Linked DNA regions of Mus musculus: all the other regions are linked to region 2. The links are chromatin contacts, called in public Hi-C maps. All regions are on one chromosome and are shown on one strand. The core of a region is the stretch at or near the end of the contact, and the rest is flanking DNA. Distances in the headings are between cores, read along the strand shown.

Region 1 (4,774 bases), core at 993-3,492, 180 kb after region 2:
CCCTTCAGCAAAATCTTGCTGGCATATGCAATAGTGTCTGGGTCAGTGGCTGATTATGGGATGGATCCCCGGGTGGGGTAGTCTCTGGATAGTCCATCCTTTCGTCTTAGGGGAGCACATTATTTCTTAGGTCCCTGGTTTATTGCTCTCCCCTCATTTCCTCCCACGTTCTGTTCTCTCTCTTTGCTGTCTTTCTCTCTGCCCACACAAATGCTATACAGGCAGGTGAAGGAGGCTTCTCTGAGCTCTGTGGCTGGGGTGGATACTCAGATGTTTCTGTTCTGTCCTCAGATGAACTTCTCTGTGCAAAGGTTGTGGAAGGTAAATCCAAAGCCCTGGACCTTGCTGGTCTTTAAAGAAGTGACCAGAAGGAGCCTAATGTTCCTGCTGTGAGCCAGCTGAAGAAAGCATGATTAACAGCTAAATCATTCTGTTGTTGAAGTGGGAGGTGGTGCTGGGGATGAGGCCTAAGACCACAGGCCCATTGGGAAATCCCTCCCAACGAGCTCCACTGTCAAACAACAAATATTTAATTGGAATTCAGTGTGTGCCCCTCTATTCAGTATAGCAAGAAAGTAAGCACATATCACAGACAAATTATTTTATATTAGTGTATAATTTTTAATTTCCCCCCAAGCCCCCTAAGTAGTCCAATATCAGAAAACTTTGGTTACCCTAGAGTTTTCTAAATTTATTTTTTTTCTTTTAAATAAATGTGTCTTTAGGTAGCAGGGTGCGCAGGCTAGTCATGCCTTGTGACATAAGAAGAAAAAGAAAGGGTTGTTTGTATTGACCATTCTCTCACCTCTAGGGCTTGTTTGCGAGACACCACTGGAAAATTAATAACACTGAACCAGTTGTGATGATTATAGCAATTTCCAGAACTTCTCCGTTAATATTAAGATTGGGAAAGTTAGAGCTTCTAGAATTTAAGTCTTCAGTTCAAGAGGTAACCTCGTGTGAGGTAGGGATTGGTGACATTATACCTTGTGTGTATGTATAAATGTGTCATTGTCAACCGTGTGTGTGTGTGTGTGTGTGTGTGTGTGTGTGTGTGTGTGTGTCCTCTCCACCCTTACACATTTCTTCAGGGAGTCACAAATGACTTATTAGCTTTTCTACTCCCGTTTCATACCATCTCTGTGGCCTCCCCAGCATCCCAGCTCCTCCTTCCAGATGAACTGTTCTTTCCAGTCCCTGACCAAGCAAAACTCCAGTGAACTCAGAAGCCCTTGTGATAGACGCGGGTTAGAGACCAGACCTCTGAGAGCACAGCAGTAAGTGGTTCTAGGGTAAGTAGTTGGGAAGAATAAAGATGCCCCTGACCAACATTGACCAACAAACATTGGCACTCCAGAGTCCCACATACACAAACTTCTATTGCATTGAGTCAAAAGAGGCCATCCTCGGGGGGGGAATAAGAACTATTAGCTTTCCACTGCTATCTGTTTTTTGTTCCCCGTCTCATTTTTTATTTGATAATTTGTGGGACATTTTTTTTCTATTTTGCTCAGTTTCTGCCTCCATTACAACACCCAACACTCTAATTAGCTTTTGTATGGGACAAACAGGAGGTATTGCTTCTGGCAGGATAGGATTTTCTGTCCTGTTGATTGATGGATTAATTTTTATTGAGCACAGTGTGCTACCAGCAGAACCAAAAGTCCGGCATGCAATTCCAGCGCCAGTCACTTACGTGCTAATGAAAAGCAAGACAAAGCGGTCATCCGGCCAATGGCTCCTCTCCACCCTGCCCCCTCTCTCTCCCACTTGTTTTGTTATAATAGACCAGTAGAGGCTGCCTAGGAGAACAACTTGTGTCCTTGCTCAGGTAGCCACCGTTTTATAGATTCTTACCTTTGTGTGTGTAAATTCGTATCTGAAAACCTTGGGTTTATTTGAGTGTATATAGCTAGAAGTCTGTCACCGTTCTCTTTTTGTCAACCCATTCTCTTCCATGCTTCGTAAAAGGACCAATGAAGAAATACAACAGAACAGTGAACAGGCAGCTTGGACTTCGCCTGAAACTTGAGAGGCTCAGAAAGAAGTCTCCTGGGCCCACTGAGGCTAGTGCGGTGAGACCACCTCTGCTGCCACCCAAACCAACAGCTAGCTGGCCTTCAGCTTATCAGTACAAACGCCCCTGCCCTCTTGGCTACGCACCCTAATCTTCAGTCTGTTCTCGAAGAGTCTCAAGAAGCCCTGCCCCTGTTCTGTGTGGATCTGGGTTGCAGCCATTGAGCCTCTTTTGCTGGGAAGGCTCCCAATAGCCTTCAACAAGATTAAATGCACTGATTTCTACCCCCACCCCCCAAAGAATCCGAGTTTTATTCTAAACATGAAATTTGCTTCTAGGTTATTTTTGTGAACGTTAGATTGCAGGAAACCAGACAGTGGGGTTTTGAGGGCATAGGAGAGGAAAGGGAAGGGCAGAAGTTGACCTGTGGTGTGGACTTTCACTTTAAACCTCAGCCCTGATCATGAGCCTCCTGGTGCATTTGATGGGCTGCACTGCTCTCTAGTGGCTAAAAGAAAGAACACATGCTATAATCAAACCTCCCTAAAATGTAAGGCTACTTTGTTAATTTTGGTTCTTGCATTCAGTTTCAAGAGTGCTTTCTTTTAAATGTGGAGAGAGAGAAAAACATATTTTTGGCGTGAAAGTACAACTTCTTGCTGAGAATGGTAGAACACCCCTTCTCCACTTCTCTGCCTCGCTTACTTCTTCAAGTGATCTATGCTCTTAGGGGTCTGCAATCTCTGGGGCCTTCGAGAGACCCATGCACTGGGAAGAGCAGCTGGGGGAAGCTAACATTTATCCCCAACACACTGGGCAGCAAGTTATGTGGGAAGACACTGGGAAATGCATGCTGTCGCTGCTGCCTCCATGGGAGGGCTTTTTCCTAAGTTTTCTCACAAGCCTGGATCTGTCCCGTCACAATAGAACCGTCTTCCACCATCACAACTCTCCCAATGTACCTGTCTCCAGCACACTATCATCCTACTGGCTTCCTGCAGCTCATCACCCTTCAATACGGACTTATTTGCGTGGTCGTTGTTTCTCCTGCTCACAATATGTGCTTCGCAGAAGCGGGGACCACATCTATCCTTTTCACTACTGTCTCTCCAGATACAAGAAATGTGCATATGCTCAAAACAAGGCAGACTCTAAGTATTTGCAAATAAATAAGTGAGTGGGGAGAACACAGAAGCCCTAAGCATTTCCTTCCTGTCGACTTCTTTCTCTGAAACATCATTGCCAGTATTAGAAAGCAAGTCTTGTGGGTGAATGCAGGATTTCACGAAAACCTGTAAAATGCAAAAGTTCCACCCACACTTTCATGGAGGCGGCAGACTAGGTCTGGAAAGTCCCAAGATGAGGCTTAATTTCATTTTCTAAGTCTGATTGTTCGTGCTTCTCCTTCTACTGAGCAGAAAGTATTATTGTACACAGGTGCAATCTTCTAAATATAATAGACATGCATAGAGACAATCCAAAGGGCTTTTTAAATCTTTAGGTTTTAATAAACAAATCTCAGTTGGTAGCTTATTTAATCAAATTCACTTAAGAGACATAAGCTTAACATACACACTCCACCCTATCAGGGGAATTTTTAAGGAATTTTCTGAAAGACATTTCTTTTTAGGAAGACAGCATTTGCCTCTGTCTCAATGTCCTTGACTTCACGATTGAAGATTTCTTTAGAAAACCTCATTGTTTTAATTACCCGTTTCCCTTTTTCTTTCCTTTTCCTTCTTTATTCCACTACGAAATAAGTATTATGACACTTCTAAGCACCGTTTTTAGTAGAATTCAGTCATTCTATATCATGAAAGGATGCCTTGTGCATTCTGTACCTTCCACTATTCTGTGACCTTCCCTCTGCTCAGGGATGTATGTGGGACTAAAGAGCTCCTGCATACAGAAAGAAACCCACTGGCTTAAGCCTTGCCCTCAGCAAATCTGGATGCTGAAAAGCAGAAATTAGCCTGTCAAACAAGCATGTGTGTAAGTTCTATACATGGACTCCATCAGTACATATCTGTGGGCTTTATTTGCCTTTACCATGTGCAAGAAAGGCTCAATTCAATACAGGACACACCTGTGAAGTGAAAGGGCCTCTCCCTCCACAGAAGTTCCTATGAGGTATACAGATAAATAAAGACAGGATTGTAGAAGAGTGGACTAAACATGAAGAGAGAGTCCCCTGGCAGGAACCTAGTATGTCAAGAAGGAAGGCTTGTTGTTGCTCTTGTTGTTTTTCAGAGGTGGGAATGAAAATATAAATGAGGAAAGAGCTTAGAAAGTAGTTTTCCATCCAACAGGACAACAGGTATACCCAGGCTTATCTGAGGAACTGGAGGAAGCTGTGTCGTTGGAGGAGCACGTACAACTTGAGAGAGAAGAGGCAGGGAAGGGGCGAGAAGGCTGAGGAGAGCACAGCACATCCCACAGAGAATCTTACAGGTTATTGAAAGGCAGCTGAATTCCAGCCAGAGGGCAAGGGAAAGCTGTTGCAGGATTGTAATCAGAGCTGATGTGATCTGTACAGCCACAGTGTGCAGAGTGGGAGCCATCTGATCAATGAGATCGATGGGGAGAATGTCATCAGAATGGGAGGCGAAGGTGGTCAGATTCAGAAAATGGCAGTGGGGTAGAGGGGCGGCCCAGAATGGATGGTGTCAAGAGATGCTTAGCAGATAGAATCAGAAAGGCTGGCTGGCTTGCTGAGTATGGGGAAGCCACTGAGGGGAAGGAATGAATGATGTTGAA
Region 2 (4,832 bases), core at 2,259-4,758:
ATTCCAATAAAACAGCACACCGGGTAGGAAAAGAGTAGTTTCAGAACACAAGTCTCCATGAGGTTGAATAAGTGGAAACTTGGAATGGAATGATTAATCTTAAATGAGAGAAGAATGATTCTATGGTTGTCTTGGGGAAGATGCAGCATGATGGGAAGAAGATATTTCATCAATTTAGAGAAAGGGGGATATATAAAGTGGTTGTCAAAAGAGTGAGAAAATTTAAATATGAAATGCAGTAGCTAGCATCAACTGTCCACATCTCCCGAGAAAAGAGTCTCAGTTGAGTAATTAACTATTTTTATAAGATTGGCCTTCAGAGGAGAGCCCAGCCCACTGTGAATGGTACCAAACCAGGTGTTTGAGGGCAGTATAGGAAAGCCCAAAAACTTATAGGAGCAGGGGTCTAAAGGAGGCAAAGTGCAGGCCAGCAAGCAGTGTCACTTCACAATTCCTCTTCGCAGGTTTCTGCCTTGAATTCACAGTTCCATGGAAGCCAAAATAATTTCTTTCTTCACCTAACCTGCTTTTGGTCAGAAGTTGGGCTTTGTTGTTGTTGTCGTCATTTGATTGTTTGCTTGTTTGTTTTGTCACTGCAACAGAAAGGAAGGCATGACACTAGGGAATTTTAATGGGATTGGGCAGCAGAAATTTGTAATCAAATTTTAACACGATATCTATGTAGTTGGTTTTTCTCTAGCATTTTTCAGGGGCTAGAGGATCACATGTAGTTTTTGAAGGGCTCTGTGTCTAATAGGGACCTTTGTGCTACATTACAACATAACAAAGCATACCATGGCGAAGGTGACATGAAGCAAGTGTGTTAGCTTAGAGACTCATTACTCTCTCCCTCCCTCCCTCCCTCCCTCCCCCTCCCTCCCTCCTTGTCCCTCTTCATCTTTTATCCTTTAATCTCCTCCCCTTTATATAAAGGTATTAATATCACTACAGGGACTCTACTATCATGATTTTTATCCATTCCTAAATATTTACCAAGTCCCATTAACACAGTGATTCATAGATTAAACTTCTAACATGTGAGCTTTGGAAGAATCCATTCAAACCTTGGCAGATGGACTATTTGCTCACATGTAGAAGCCATCAAGGATGTTGACAGGGGAAGTCACAAAGGCAGTGAAGCAGGATCCAAGTCAGTTAGTGAATGAGTGTGGGACCACAGTGATTAATATCTAACAATATCAAGTGGGAAGTGGTGGTTATCTAGTAGAGGATTGAATTGCTAAGAGGTTAGAAGTTCTAAAGAAAAGGGCAAAATTACCAGCTCTGGATCCTAGAATATGAGAGTAGAGAATGGAAAACAAAAAATATCAAAACAAAACAAAAACTTCTCCACAGGACTCAGGGAAAGGATGCAGAATTGAAGCATAAGGTGGTCTCACAGTGAGGAAAACAGCTGGGGAATAACATTGTGGCTATGGAAGTGAGATGTCACCCAGAAATTCTGACTTCTGCAGGGCCTAAGAAAAGGTTATGAAGGTCAGACTAAATGAGAAGAAAGTAGGAGGCTTAAGGGTGGAGCTGGTTAGTCCTGATGGGACAGGAGGGAGCTGTGGGCAGCTGGGTTGTACTAGCGTTCTGCTCAATCTCAGTTTCTTCCTAAATTGCAAAGATACAGTGGTAGCATTTTTAGGGGACAAAAGTGGTCTCAGTACTAAAGCTCTTTTGGAAATAGTCCTTCAGTCCTGAGGTGGCTGCCAGCCTTGTGGCCAGAGCAGTGAGAAGACCCAGTGTCACTGTGCTCTTGTAGGTCACCATGTCACAGGACCTTTGCATGCATTTCTCTATACTCTGCACAAACTTCCCATTTTAGGAATGCCCCCTAATTCCCTGACCTGACTAACCAGAATCTTAGTACATTCTGTCTTTCACCTTTCCCCACTGCCATGGGCGCCAGTGTGCCTCTGTCTCTGGGAATGTTTTAGTAACTTTGAACTTCTTTACTACACAATGCCCTATGCAAACAGGACTGTGAACACTTTATCATAATTTTATCTCAAGCATAGTGTGTGGAATATAACAGGTTCTCAGCAAGGATGAATAATGTTGATTAAACTGGGTCTTCAGACGTCAATGTTGGGAGGAGAGTGTGACAGAAGCTGAGTACACTCAGCTGGGTAGGGAAGAAGGGTGGGGGGGAACTTTCAGGATAGCATTTGAAATGTATATAAAGAAAATTTCTAATAAATAAATAAATAAATAAATAAATAAAACGCAACGAGGGATTTTGTTCAATTCCAGTGCCTTTTTGCATTATGGCATGGTGATGTGGTCTATAAATGTTTTGGGGTTTTCATAGCAGCTATCCAGAGAGACATACTGCCATGGACCACAGGTTGGACACACTGGCAAGACTCCTTTTGAACATCTATAGTCCCAATGAATATGATCTAGTTGATCTTGAAAGGTCAATACCAAGAAAGCTATTTGTGAAAGCAGAAACTGTGTAAAGACTTTTCTTAGTAACAATGATCTGTAAATTGAGGTGAAATGGGACCTGTGGGATCAAGGAGCGTCTAGAGCAGTGGTTCTCAGCCTTCCTAATGCTGCAACCCTTTAATACAGTTTTCTGGGTTGTGGTGATCCCCATCCATAGTTATTTTCATCGCTACCTCATTACTGTAACTTTGCTACTGTAATTTACATTATGATCATAATGTAAGTATCTTCCATATAGGCTATCTGATATGGTAGCCCTGTGAAAGTGTTGCTTGACTCCCAAGAAGGTTATGGTCTGCAGGTGGAGAACTGCTGATCTAGAGGCAATAGGACACACAGATTCTTTGAGAACTTAGCCATGACTAAGGAAATAAATAACATGTCACCTCTTGGGACTTGTCTGGTAGGGTAAGGTGGAACATGGGAACAGGGGAAGACTGGATGAGAGAAGTTATAGGGACAGAAGAAAGTCCGTGGGGCAGCAAATCTATATCCTGAAGCATAGAATAAATTGCTATTATTAGGAGTCGATTCAGGAACTGGAACATGTTTCAGAATATGGCTGCACCAAAAACCCAATGACAGCTTACTGGGGAAATGTAGAGTCAGGCAGACTTGGAACAAACAAACAGCTGGATGGCTGAGGTGTGGGACTCTCAGGGAGTAGAACCTAGAGGTTAGAGTGCCAGAAAATTCAGGGTGATTGTGCTGTCCCCTTTAATACTAAGTGAAACTAAGACACAGTGAGAGAGTAACATAGAATTAAATCATCTTGGTTTTAAAAACTCAAAGTTGACAAATGACCACATGGGGAAAGTTCAGTAAGCTTCTATTTTCTTTTTGTACCCTCTTTTCCTACCCAACACTCTGGGCATTTACTATGCACATTCTTCGTTTTCCCTGTTAAGACTTGCTTCGAAGAAGAAGTGCCTTTCCCCTTGTTTCTGGGTCATCATTCATAGCAAAGTAGGACATCCTTGAACAGTCACTGAGTTTCATTTTTCTGTCACAAAGGAATTCAGTGACTCACCTCTAGCAACTGCATTAGCTCCTCTGGGCCAAGAGGGCACTGGCCAGAGTTTCAGAGGAAGTAATTTACTAAATGGTGCCCTTGTGGGCAGAAAGGCTTAGCACACATAAAAGAGAGAAACCACAGATTCCATTTCTCTTCTTCTGAGTGTTGGTAACAATTAGGATTAATTATGTGTTTTTGTGTGCGAGTGATGATATGAATCTCAATGACATATATGAAAAAGAAATAGGCCTATTTTTAAGTGAAATAGTTCTGGTTTAGGTCCATTATAGCTGCACAATGCTGAGATGAGATATGAAGAGATAACTAAATTATTCATATTATAATTTTATTTGTGTTCTATTCTTTATTTTTCCTGTAAAAATGTCCCTATTTGTTATTAAAACTAGCATGTTTTATAAAGAGATTTATGTTAATTACACAGAAAGATGCCTTAGTCAGAATTCTATAGTGGATTTTAGAGTTTTGTAGTGTGTGCTCTCCGTGGTGTAGAATATTTCTTGCTAATGGTTCATGCCATCTATATATATAGTGATCTTTGAACTCTGTTCATTATTATGGTTATAGCTATGCCCAAATGGCAGCATATTATTAAAATATGAGGTAATGATTGAAGAAATGAGATATAATTATGCCTGTGAAGGAAAACAAGCCTTCTAGGAGTAAGTTTTTAGAAGGCAAAATAATACCTTTAAAATGTTATGCTCAAAGTAAACACATTATGACAGATGAGAAATGCCAGGGTTTTAGACAAAGCGGGGGTGGGGCCTGAATGCAGTATCTCAGGCCCTCCCTCTCCAAAATGTTGCTCACTGCAGAAATGTTCACTTTCTAGAATGCCTAGCCTCAAGGGATTTCCTTCTGGTGCATTTGAATATTTTATTATCCAAATGAATAATTACAAAAGTTATTTTTTTATATTAGTTAGTCCCAAAACCTTGATCTGACCCATGGAGAGTCATAGCCGACTTTGCAATAGGCCTGTTTCTGTGGCTTGCAGCCTAGAAGCCCGAAAAAAAATACCTAGATCCTGCTGCCCATTAAGTCAGTTCTGCTGCAACATCAGCCCTAAACAGTGGGAGCAACCGGAGCTCAGAATGAGAGCCATGCCTAATCACAGCTCAGAACAGAAACCAACTTGAGGGTGGACCCTGCACTGGAACTTGCTGATGGGCCAAGAGAAGGCTATTGAGACATGAAAATTTCTATGCAAAGCATAAATTCACTGTCACTTAGGAGCAGGTAGGCAACATACTAGGCATGTTGTTAATATCAACTAGGTTATTAACAATTGCAAATATCTGAGTGCATTTAGGTTGGGTACAATTAGAAAGGATATATT
Region 3 (4,575 bases), core at 1,255-3,754, 180 kb before region 2:
ACACACATTTCCTCCTTTTATCAGTGAGATTGCAGAATGTGAAGTATGAGTTTCCAGTTTTACTCATTCCTCTCAGCCCTCTTCCTGTTTAAAAATATAGACGTACTAATTGCATGCTGATCTGTCCCTGTTTTTCATTCTGCTTACTGATAGTTGACGGTTTACCCCGATACTTACCTAGGCATAGTTTGGAATACTTGCAAAAATAAACTTTCCATGTATTCAGCTTAAAGGAGATTCATCCCGAGTAATGTAATGTGAGCACTAATTAACGGTAATGACTGCTAATCACTTTGCTTTTATACTCCTTCAGGAGCACTGCTATTATCCAACGTAGTTAAGTAAAATGGTTGTATGTGAATCAACACTACTGCATCCTCCTAGCAGCTATTGCTCACAATCAAGCTCTGCATAAATTAGAGTTAACGAAAATTGATTTTAATATGCTAGATTTGTAAAACAGTAAACCGAAATATCTTGTTAAAATTCTGACTGTCAAAAGGCTATTGTCAGCTGATTTTGCAGTTATCCTTGTAGTAGATAGAGAACACCATTCCAAATGCACTGTCCACAACCTGTCCTAGATTTCTTTGAAAACATATGTGACTCATAGTCATGATAGCACTTTGATTTTGCTGGAAGCGTTTATTTTATCAGATCAATGAAAAAACAATAGGCTAATGTTTAATATTTCTAAATTTGTCTATTGACTTCCTAGAGGGTCTCCCAGATTTTAAAGTGATATAGTCCATTTATATAACCTTGATTCATGGTATTGTACATTCATCATTCATTAAAAAGGGTTGCTTTGTTATGTTTAGACCCCTATAAAAGCTTTCTGTTTATTTATACTTATTCCACATACCTACACACTGCCTTGCCTCAGGAGAAGACTAAGTAAAACTCATAAATTAATAATTTAAGGGAGCAGTACTCAAGTAGCATTTTGGTTAAGCTAATAAGTTAAAGCCTCGAAATTGGTACCAGCAACTTTAACAATGCTTTACTTTTGACTTTTATTGGCTGAAAATAACTTGTTAAACTGGGGCTTTTGTACTAAAATGAAATCTTCATGCAGTCTTAAATCCCCTTCCCTTCTTTTTGATTTACAAGCAGGTTGACTTATTGTAGAATTTTTAACACTTTTACAGTTCTGTGCTTTGATTTCAGAGAAGGTGTTAATCTCCCTGGACATTGGAGAGTAACAGAGGTGTGTTATGTAGTGAGTGGCTTTTCTAGGGAAATTTGGATTTTATAGTAGAGGTCCAAGCTTTATGATAGTACCTGTGTACATGGTGATGTATGGACCATGGTGTGCTGGTGATGTGTTTGGTGTGTATTAAAGGATTATCTTCTTGTCTCCTTTTGCATATTATCTCTAGTTTCTTGGGGCATGACATTACCATTCTCATAACTAGTGAATAATTCGAGATACTAGTTTTTAATTATCCAAATGAAATATTTTTTATGTTATTGGTGGTATCAAAAAATTAAATCTGGCTAAATAAGGAAGTATAAAAAAATTTAAATGGTGATATAATATGAAGCTTTATATCATGTATACTAGGTTTATTGTATATATTGAAAGCATAGGTATAAAACAATTGGTACTGCTTATAATTGAATTTAGTGCCAAAAAATTGTGACAGAAATGATGTGAATTTTTATTTCCTAGGTTTGTAAGTACTGTGGGTAACACTGGCACTGTTGTCCAGTAGATGTTTTTGAGAAAAACTTGTGTTTTAAAATTATGTTCTGTATTTGTATATTCCTGTGTAATAAAATGTTTTAAAAGGTAAGGATTTCAGTTCTCAGTTTTTGCTTTTTTCCCAGTGTTTACTTTCACGTGAGAATGATTGATCTGTAGCTGTCATTTTACCCAAAGAGGGGACAAATGCAATTGGCCTTTTAGACAAAAGTATGCAAACAGGCTGCATTCTTTTCCTGATAGAATTATGGAAGGATTGCAGGAGGTGCCACACTCCTTTTGGTATTGACTGTGAGGAGGGCTCTGCAGTGGGTGCTGTTTGCAGTGGATAAGGAGGCGCTATGATTAGTTCCCTTTCTTGGGAAAGCACTACAAAGGGAAATGAAAGGAGCCTGCTCTGTTCTCAGCCTGACACTTGTTTTTGTTAAGTTTTTCCCCTTATTGAAGTCCAGTCTCTTAGAAAAAAATATACTTTTGGTTTTTTCCCTTTATATTAAGCTTAGTAGATTTCCATTCCGTTTGACCCTTTAGAGAAATTATAGAATGTTTTTTTCTTAAGGCTTCTATTGTAAAGCGTCAAAGCTGGTGCAACAGTGCCCTCTGTAGTCTTTTAGGCTCAGAGAGAGATGTGGATGAATTTGCAGTGTCAGGTAAAGAGCAAGATATTTAAATTTAACCCCCCCCCCCCAAAAAAAAACCCACCACCACAACCAACAACAACAACAAAGAAACCTACAACAACCAAGAGGTCCCTTTTTCCTAAGCAGACATTCTTGTTTTTCACTATTGGCTTAACATTAGACAAAGGGAACAAAAGACCATTCTGAGTTTTCATGTAGAATTATGGGCTACCTCTTGTTGCTAACCCAGTTTTATCAGACATTAATCAGAGTAATTTGAGATAGAAGGAATCTTACAAGCTGTACGGCCTCTTCGTGAAATACCTTTTTTGAGGTTGAACTCCAATAAGAGTATTTAAAAAAATTTAATTCTTTGTACTTGCTTCTTAATTAGAATCTTAGTGGGCTGCCTAGAACTTAACTTTTACTTGTTCTGGAATTGGATAACCAAAGCTTTATACATGAGATTATTTAAATTCAAACCGAGGCAGTTACATAATGACTAAAGTATTTTTCATTCATTAGCATTGATTTAAATTGTAGATTTCCCGTTCTCCCTTTGGTTAAGTATTTGGTATTTGATTGTACTTGTCTGAGTGGATAGCCAAGTCTATCATTGTGAAACAGAACTAAATATGTGAATTTTATAATTGATTATAAAAGCAGAGATCATGTTTAACATTTTTAGAAGATAAATATTTCAGCTTGAATTTATTATACTTCTAAAGGTTCTTTAATAAATAGCCAATCAACCTACATCCTATATTCTGTAATTTTCACTAAACAGCATGTTAAACAGAATTCCAAATATCTGAACCTGATTTGTTTTTTTCCCCTTGTTTTTTGATTTTTTTTTTAAATCTGTAAAATGGGACTAGCTTATCCTTTGAGAGTTTTGTAAAGGATTAGAGATACTGTGTATAGGTTGTGCAGGCACTTTCAATTTTTCAAATTGTAATTTTCAAATTTCATAGAGCAAAAGTAAATTACTTTGTTTAATAGGAAGACATTTCAGTATGAAATCTAGAGCACACTTAATGCGCACTGTTTTAACACCCCTCTCTTGAAACTTCTGGTGACTTATGTGAATCTGAAACTTGGCACAGAATTCCTTGAAAATGTGGAGTGGCAAAATTACATGTGCATTGACTTTCAACTCCCTACAAATGCCATTTTCAAACATCTTAGACTAGCATCTTTATCAACTAAATCTTAGTAGCTGTTCACATACTTAGCAGTATGCAAATGCTGATGATAAACTTTGGGAGTAATCCCAAGGATACCTTCCCCTCAATAAACATTTGTTTACCACTAACCAGGAACAATACAATAGGTAAAGTAGATGAAAGTGTTTTGTCTGCTTAAAGTGTCTGCTTGAGGGAGTGCCTAGGGCCTCTTCCTTGAAAGAACTGAGTTAGAAAGCACAGGTCCTCTCCTTTGTGCCTTTGGATGGCTAATACACTTTCTGTTTTCTATAAGTCTTTCAATTTCTGCCAGGTAATATTGTACCAGGCACTTAAAAGACAGTCAGTTAAAGGATACAGCATACAGAATTTTTGAACATCAGTCTGTCTTATGCATGTATAATTTGAAATTTCGTAAGTATAAAATGCGCAATCTAACATGCCTGTGTAACATTTCATAATTATTTCACTTCAAAATATCTAAAACAAGCACACATGCATCATAATGAGAAATTGGTTTTCTAATGAATTATTTGGCCCACAAGCAATAATAGAAAATGAATAGCAGATATTCAGAGCTTAAATGCTGTTGGTTAGCAAGTGCCAGTGTTTTAAAGGGGGGTTACTTGAACCTTTAGACATTATAGACGACCCAGGAAAAGAAGCAGTCCTATGGAGAACTTCTGAATTGACTCTTCTCAGTTATAGTTTTTACTTAGTGTTACATCATGTTGTAGGATGACTTTGGTTCATTTTAAACTTAGCATTCTAATAAGTACATGCAGTACTTGCTGGGGGTTCGCTTGAGAACCTTGAGCATACCAATTTCTCCATCATAATAAAAATGTTATATGCAGAAAATGCAAATGATGACGTTAATAAAGTACAATAATTCTTCTTAAAATAATGACCAGTTGCATGTTTAAAATTAAAAAGTAGCTTACAAGACTAACAGGATGCTGTCTGCTAGAGAAAGAGGCAGAGGGCGGTGGAAGGAGGGAGGGAGAGAGAGAGAGAGAGAGAGAGAGAGAGAGAGAGATTTTTTTCTTTGCAGTGAGAATAC

The links. Hi-C and Micro-C count contacts between places; a contact is called where the count stands out from the background.
Region 1: a Hi-C map of the MNK3 cell line shows a contact between it and region 2, with 3 times the contacts expected there. The contact joins two enhancer-like sites. A contact is called at or near these places in 30 of 484 Hi-C or Micro-C datasets (the HL-1 cell line, the HPC-7 cell line, the MNK3 cell line and 14 more) and 2 of 115 datasets of contacts at active chromatin or transcription factors (acute myeloid leukemia and astrocytes).
Region 3: a contact with region 2 is called in a Hi-C map of neural stem cells, with 2.8 times the contacts expected there. The contact joins two enhancer-like sites. A contact is called at or near these places in 10 of 484 Hi-C or Micro-C datasets (the G1E-ER4 cell line, the HPC-7 cell line, the N1E-115 cell line and 6 more) and 3 of 115 datasets of contacts at active chromatin or transcription factors (acute myeloid leukemia, astrocytes and embryonic forebrain).

What each region holds. Positions count from the first base shown.
Region 1 is chr2:114,258,294-114,263,067 of GRCm38.p6, reverse strand. No RefSeq gene overlaps it. Among named protein-coding and RNA genes, the nearest start is that of Zfp770, 59 kb to the right of the region's middle. Within about 2 kb of position 2,242, at least 27 of the 459 cell types and tissues checked have an H3K27ac peak or open chromatin away from gene starts, as enhancers often do. A contact at or near this core is called in the MNK3 cell line, where this site is marked.
Region 2 is chr2:114,442,622-114,447,453 of GRCm38.p6, reverse strand. No RefSeq gene overlaps it. Among named protein-coding and RNA genes, the nearest start is that of Gm31146, 15 kb to the right of the region's middle. Within about 2 kb of position 3,508, at least 14 of the 459 cell types and tissues checked have an H3K27ac peak or open chromatin away from gene starts, as enhancers often do. A contact at or near this core is called in the MNK3 cell line and neural stem cells, where this site is marked.
Region 3 is chr2:114,620,215-114,624,789 of GRCm38.p6, reverse strand. The region is part of intron 3 of Dph6 (diphthamine biosynthesis 6); the gene reads left to right. Among named protein-coding and RNA genes, the nearest start is that of Dph6, 32 kb to the left of the region's middle. Within about 2 kb of position 2,504, at least 31 of the 459 cell types and tissues checked have an H3K27ac peak or open chromatin away from gene starts, as enhancers often do. A contact at or near this core is called in neural stem cells, where this site is marked.